2 separate regions of the Oryzias latipes genome follow, and region 1 is linked to region 2. The links are chromatin contacts, called in public Hi-C maps. All regions are on one chromosome and are shown on one strand. The core of a region is the stretch at or near the end of the contact, and the rest is flanking DNA. Distances in the headings are between cores, read along the strand shown. Region 1 overlaps sesn1 (sestrin-1). Region 2 holds the start of foxo3 (forkhead box O3).

Region 1 (3,344 bases), core at 715-3,214, 99 kb after region 2:
TTTTACAAGTTTCAAACAGACTGAGCTTCAGTTTGAACAAGTTTGTAGTTAACACCAATGGTTGACTTATACAAGGGTATAGATTGTTTGCATATCCATACAGATTGACCTCACTCTGTAGGAGGAAAGAAAAAAAGAACATATACGCCATATATATATATATATATGCAAACGTTATCTTCAACTGGATTTGCAGACACCCCCGTCTGTTTGTCCAAAAAAGAAGAGGAGATGTAAAGGAAGCTCAGAGTAACATGTCCCAACCTGCTTCAACATCATACTCAGCAAAAAAACAGCCTGAAGCAGTCTTATGCTTGAGGGTAACAAGAGGTTGAACAGTTCAAACACACAGCATTTTGTATTTCTACAATGAAAAACATTCCAAATGTAACCGATTATCGTCCATTTAGAAGTTTTGATTCTAAACAGATCGGCTTTTAATCTGCCTCAAATTCTCTTAGTAACACATAAAACAGCGTGACTGCGACACAGCTTAGGAGAGTCACAAGTTTTATTGATCTCTGTGGTTCACGAAGAAGCAAACAAGAAAAGAAAAGCCATGAAATAAAATATTATGGGTGTTTTGGGTGCGGTTGTTTTGCTTGGAGGATTGCTGGTGCATCTGCTTGCACTTATCCACTTTTTTTCCGAGATGCAGTCATGTTTATGTCACACATATGCTTGAGAAAATGTATGTATGCATATTTTGTAATTCTATATTATTTTAAGCCAGCCTGGAGGTGAAAACTATCATTTTGAGAAATGTTTTTGCTTAAAACAAAATGGAAGAAGTCATGTAGTGTATCAAATTTCATTTAAAAAAACTGAAAAACTGTTATTTTTCATGATTTAGTCATTTTGAAAACCCTTTCATGCTTATATTTATTTCCAATTTTAATAGAAGACTTATTTTTACAGTGTTTTTTTTATTTCTAGGTGATGCTAAATTAGTTGGAGTCCGGATTTAATGGTACGTTTGCGACATACGGCGTAAAGGCAAAAAGTTTACAGAATATGGAAATAAAAAGAATCTGTGGAGAACATCTTATCCACCAAACTGTCAGCTGATGTAATAAAAACGATGAAAACCATTAGAGTCTTCTCATGTTTTTACTGGTGTCTACATGCTGGAAAAGTCCGAATAAAATCATTATAACCCATCTGTCCCGTCCCCAAAGCAGCTTGTCCTAAATATGAGCTGATTCTGGAGGAGATCATCAGATGAGCTTGTGACACGTTCGTGCCTTTTTTAAGCTATCCTGGCTTTGTCTTGTTGTGGAAAATTACACGATGTTATCAACTTTGTGGCCACAATTTGAAACTTTTTATTTTACTTTGTTTACTCCATTGTTGCAAATAAAAAACAAATTCCACTACTATTATTTTTCATAAAAATAGTCAGAAATCCTACCAAACAAAACGACTCACACTTGTTTATCGCATCACAAACAAAAGCTCCTGTAGAGACACAGCATCCATGGGTGTCAAAAATGAAAAACATGATTGATTTAGTAGCAGCAGATGAGAGCAGAATGGAGCCTTTATGACAAGCATAGGCAGGCCTGACGGCAGCAGCATGTTGATCTGATTCAAAGATAAAAATGTTTTCTCCTCCGATCAAGGAAGTTTTCCTCTACTTCTTGGTCAAGTTTCTGGGAAAGTTCAGAAATGGTGGGTCTAAATGAGGCTCGCCTGTTTGTGATTTTAGGAAAGCCGAGCACAACCCACAAACACACATGCATAAAAAAAAAAAACACACACACATCCTAGTTTCCTAGAAGTTCCTAACAAACTTCAAGAAAGACTGTCCAGTGTGCATGCTGCCCTTTCAAATCTCCACCCTTCTGGAAATGTAAAATCCCCCAGCCGGCCATTTAGCCATCAAACCCCTCCTTCTAATGTCCCCTCCATTCACCCACCCTTTGCTTTCTGGCTGCACAAACAGATTCTAGAGGTGTGTCTGCTTTCAGCCAATAGCAGCCCTTGCCCGTGCAGCAGCACAACCAATCGGAGCAGGCGCCCGGAGCAGCCGTCTGTTAACGGCAGTTGTTGTTTTCCTGTTTGCTCTGTTTTCTCCGAGGCCTCGGAGTAATGGATAGAGGAAATAAAAGAGAAGGTCAGGTCAGGCTTTAACGGGCCCTCTTGCCTTTGGACGGGACCTACTTTTACACCATATGCAAGCATTGCACGGTTGTTTTTCAGGGACACAGATGTAGATCTGCTCACATATCCAGCAAACAGCTTACAGAAACGCAGACGAGGGGCCATTTTTATAAAGCATTCCAATTAAGTTCAAGATGCAACTCCTTAACCTCCCAGGTTATAAATAAACACTGGGGTGAGTTTTTCTTGTAATAGATTTCCCTTGATCTTCCTTGTTTACCACTTTGTTCCACAACTAAAACTACATTCAAACAAAAGTTTTTGCACCAACAAATACAAGGAAACTAAATGTAATTACCTTTAAGACTTTGAAATGACAATACAAGTACAATAAAATCATCCACAACTTGTTTTACCAACTTTTTCTTCCTCCTTTGTGTTTCCAATTTTGTGCAACAAGCATTGCACAACAATGAAACCATAATGGGGGGGGGGGGGGGGGGGGGTTATAACCACCAACTTATAAGTAAAAATCTTTGCAAAATCCAAACCTCTTTCGTAGGTTTGCAGCCATTTCTTTTAAGATTATTAAAAGTTCCCCTTTTAACTAAATTGTTTTTTAACCAAGTTTTGCCTTACAATTGTCTTGTTTTTTATCTTCTGAGTGTAAATGGAGCGCTTGGAAAGCCATCCTGACACACACTTGCCTTGAGAAATGGACAGTCACCTGTGATATTTTGCACAGATTCTTTAGTCAAACAACACCTACAGTCCTGTATTTGCTTTTTCTCAAACATACGTTACAGCAGAGCCCTGATAACCTATATTTGTACGAGAGAGAGAAAAAGAACAAAATCAGCATGAATCTCTTTAGAAATAACAGGAAACCACACAAGTCCTTCTCCAAAACACTTTCAGTCCAGAGCTGACCCTTTTTACAGACCCAGTTGGACAAAAGTGGGGTTTTGGGTGATTTTAACATGTTCTTGTGGCTTTATTCTGATGATGGAGGACATATATAAAGGAAACTGAGCTTCAAATTGTATTTTTGGGTATTTCTTTATTCAAATCAGTGAATCAGGAGCAGATGAAAAAATGTGGTTGGAAAAAGATTCCCTCCATTCCGGTTCATCCACTTGGAGACGAATAGATCCATGCAGGTCTTTGTTTTCAGGCATCTGGCTCCAAACTGTGCGCCTTGATAGATCCAATATTATTCGCCATTTTTGTTGCACCAGTAA
Region 2 (3,561 bases), core at 147-2,646:
TTAAATACAGGTTGTTAGTAGTGATCAAAGTTCCTGCAAAAAGAAGATGAGACACGAGCATCCCTTCACTGTCCAGTATTTTTCCTCATATCTTTGGTTAATGCATACCTGACGTCATTTCACACTCTAAAGGGGCGTGGCCTGGACACTAGAACAACCTGGAGGGCTTATTAAGCTGCCATTGTTGTTTTTAAAACGTTATAAACTCCTTTTTTTTTTCAAACTAAAATATCTTATTTTTTTATCTCAAAACACATTTGAAGGCTTTATGTAGCATGTCTGCAATCAAACTGTGCAAATATGTGACTTTGTTTCCGTGAATTCTCCATAAATAACCACTTAAGTCATTAAAAGTCTCATTTAAAGCATTTGGATAAAGGGGTTATCTTTAATAAAGGGACAATCGACTCATTCTGGATGCAGGAAGTACTTTCATCAGCACTGAGCAGATCTATCAAGCGAACGGGTATTTTTCCCACCTCTATTCTGCAGCGGCGGCATGCATGAGTCTGCGCAGCAGCAACATGTTCGGACGTGTCCCAGCCTCCACCTGCGCCGCAGCTCTCTTTCTTCATATGTCTTTAGAAGGCGATCACATGCGCATGATTCAGGGTGGCTGGTTCTCCGACGCGTGCTGAAGCGCGTGTGCGTAAAAGCGCGTGTGCGTAAAAGCGCGTGTGTGCTCGACTCTGTGTGTGCGTGTCACCCTGCGTGCAAAGCAAATCAAGATACAGTAGTAACCTAGAGTGAAGTGGCAGCCTTATTCCACATCGACACCGACCTGCCCCCGCACACATCACATCTTTGTAGCGCAGCGCAGCGCACGAGCTCCGCAGTCAAGATGGCATCTGGACGTCTCAGTGGACAACCCGGGGTTTAGTCATTTCTATCAGTATTTGTGTTTGCTACAAGCGCACGGGGCTACAACAAGGTAATTCCTTCCAGGTGTTTGATTCTTTTGAAGGGCATTTTTGTGTGTGTGTGTGTGTGGGGGGGGGGGGGGGGGTTGTATTTCTGCAGTCTCTCCTCCTAAATCGCCAGTAGGAGGATCAGATCTTTGTACCAGGACGAATTTTTGTGCAGATCTCCCATTCAGGGGAGCAAGCAGTGTCTGAAATGAAGTGAAGCTCGGAGACAGTTTTAATGATTTTGCTGCTCTTCAGGAAGTCGTTTAGCAACGACAGGCTCTTTGTCTTGAACTTGTCCACCGAATTTCGTTCGCTCATTCTCCCTTTGTGCCCTCAACAGGCGTCAGGAGCGAAGTTGCTTTCGGTCCAGTCGGGACTTCTCTGCCGTAGAGCAGCAACAAAGGACGGGAGCGCGCATTCATGGGACTTTGACAGCTCTCCGCTTCTTGTCTTGTAAGTTTATTCGTCAGGAAAAATAAAAGGAGATTATGGCCGAGGCCCCGCTTCCCGACGCGCTACCGGACTTGGACGTGGCCATCGACCCGGACTTTGAGCCTCAAAAGCGGCCCAGATCCTGCACTTGGCCGCTTCCACGGCCGGACTCCGCTGCGGTGAAGCCGGAGAGCAACGACACAGATATTATACCGGAGGAGGAAGACGATGAGGAGGATGCTACCCCCACAGCTGCACGCGTCAACGGCTCCGTTGCAGCCGCGGAGGACCAGAGCAGCAACAGCCCCGTGGGTGATGGAGCGCTGCCTTCCCCCGGTCAAGAGAGCGGAGGCTCGCCGCTCTCCTCGCACTCCCCGGCGGCCACCTCCGGCGCCTTGACTCCCAGCGGCTTGGCTGCAGCGCAGACCCCGAGGAAGACCTCCTCCCGCCGCAACGCCTGGGGGAACCTCTCCTACGCCGACCTGATCACCCAGGCCATTGAGAGTTCGCCCGAGAAGAGGCTGACTCTGTCCCAGATTTATGACTGGATGGTGAGATCCATCCCCTACTTCAAAGACAAAGGCGACAGCAACAGCTCTGCGGGATGGAAGGTAAGCGTGGCTCCACGCAGCGCCCACCCGAGCCCCCTCCTTCCTCCATCAAAACAAAAACAAAAACGCATGTGGCTGGTAAACACCTCCTCAGAGGATGGAGATGCGCGCACAAACGCAATGTTTGCGCACACATTAGAGCATCTCATCCTCTAAATCTCAGCATCACTTGATCTTAACGACTTATCTTTTTTTCCCAGCAAACCACCCTTTTCTGCATTTGCATACAGCTTGCACCAAAACTTTGCATAGCATGTAAAGTATTGGTGCAGGCTGCTGTTTGTCTTTCCATTGGGTGGCACACATCAGAACAAATTGACATTGCAACCAGTTTGTCTGGAAACCCAGTGGCCCATATAGAGTGATGTAACGGCATCTAAAACAAAGAATGACACAGTTACATAAGGCAGTCTCAGTACAGCAGCCAGTCCAAACATGAGCTCAAGAACTGCAAGGAAAAAAAATGATATAACTCTGATGTTATGAAACAGACAAGACTTTAAAAAAAAAAAGGTTTATTGACTTTCTGGCTTTTATTGCCAAAATATTGCAGGTGTAAGGCAAAGCAGTAGTCCTTTTTCCCCATTTGTTATGTAAACCTTGGCAGGGAGCTATGAGTCTTTTAGGTCAGGTAGGCAACTGCCAAGGTTGCTTATCATGGCATGAGGGCAGTTACATAATAGCTGAGCCACCACGAGCTTGGGTGAGGTGTTAAAGGTAAAGCTTCTTTTCAAAAACCAAACGGTCATCATAACGGCATATGGGACCAGTGGATAAGAGCATGGGGGCTTGGCAAAAAAGGTCAGAGAGCAAAGATTAACACCCACCATGGGCCGACAGTCTGGTCTCAGGGGTTGGGGAGCCTTCAGGCCATATTTTGTAAGGGCTTCTCAAGTTTTGCTATTTGATATGAGTCGGTGAGGAGCAGAGAAGGTTGTGAGTGGAGCCCTCCGAGTCAAGGCCGGGTTCACCGTCACCAGGCAGGCTTGTTACTCCAGGAATTCCGGGCATGAAGGCCAGCCGGTCACTGGTGTAGTGTTACACATGGGATGTCTGTAAGTCTTCGCTGGAGCTCGCAGCCTTTGCCCTCCTCTAAGGCCTTCTTCTCTTTTCAGGACACTCTTTCCAACACAGAATTATATGAGCTTTGAATCCCAATTCTGTGTTAAGCTAAAGTGATCAACACTTCAGTGTGAAGGCCTTGTGTGCCTTCAGGTTGTGGAAAAACACCATCTCTGAGCTCCTTGATCATTACAGTCATGTCGACTTTGACGTTTCAGCATTTGCACAGAGTTGAGTTTCAAAACCTACCTATGGCTGTGCTCATTTGTAGAGAAGATTTGCTAAACAAATCCTGCTAATCCTTTTGGGTCTTTCCTACAGGTTACCGATTACATCATTCTACTTCATATCTTTGTTAGTTAATGATCAGACCAGGTAGAAGCCTGCCAACAAAGGTGCTGTTATCACCTTATTGTCTTTAAAGACCTCTGATGAAAGTTGGGTTTTTAACATGTTCTTGTGGTATTTTCCTCATGATGGATGACATATTTAAAGAAAATTAAGCTTATGAATTCAATTTTATGAGTATATTTTTATTGAAATTGTGA

Evidence for each region. Hi-C and Micro-C count contacts between places; a contact is called where the count stands out from the background.
Region 1: a Hi-C map of embryo shows a contact between it and region 2, with 3 times the contacts expected there. The contact joins the enhancer-like site here to the promoter of foxo3 in region 2. A contact is called at or near these places in 4 of 5 Hi-C or Micro-C datasets (embryo, fibroblasts and gastrula embryo).

What each region holds. Positions count from the first base shown.
Region 1 is chr24:7,642,002-7,645,345 of ASM223467v1, forward strand. The region is part of intron 2 of sesn1 (sestrin-1); the gene reads right to left. Among protein-coding and RNA genes, the nearest start is that of sesn1, 19 kb to the right of the region's middle. Within about 2 kb of position 1,965, at least 6 of the 8 cell types and tissues checked have an H3K27ac peak or open chromatin away from gene starts, as enhancers often do. A contact at or near this core is called in embryo and gastrula embryo, where this site is marked.
Region 2 is chr24:7,544,024-7,547,584 of ASM223467v1, forward strand. foxo3 (forkhead box O3) reads left to right here and starts at 1,397. Exons shown (of 2, transcript NM_001160465.1): 1 at 1,397-1,951. The coding sequence starts at 1,397.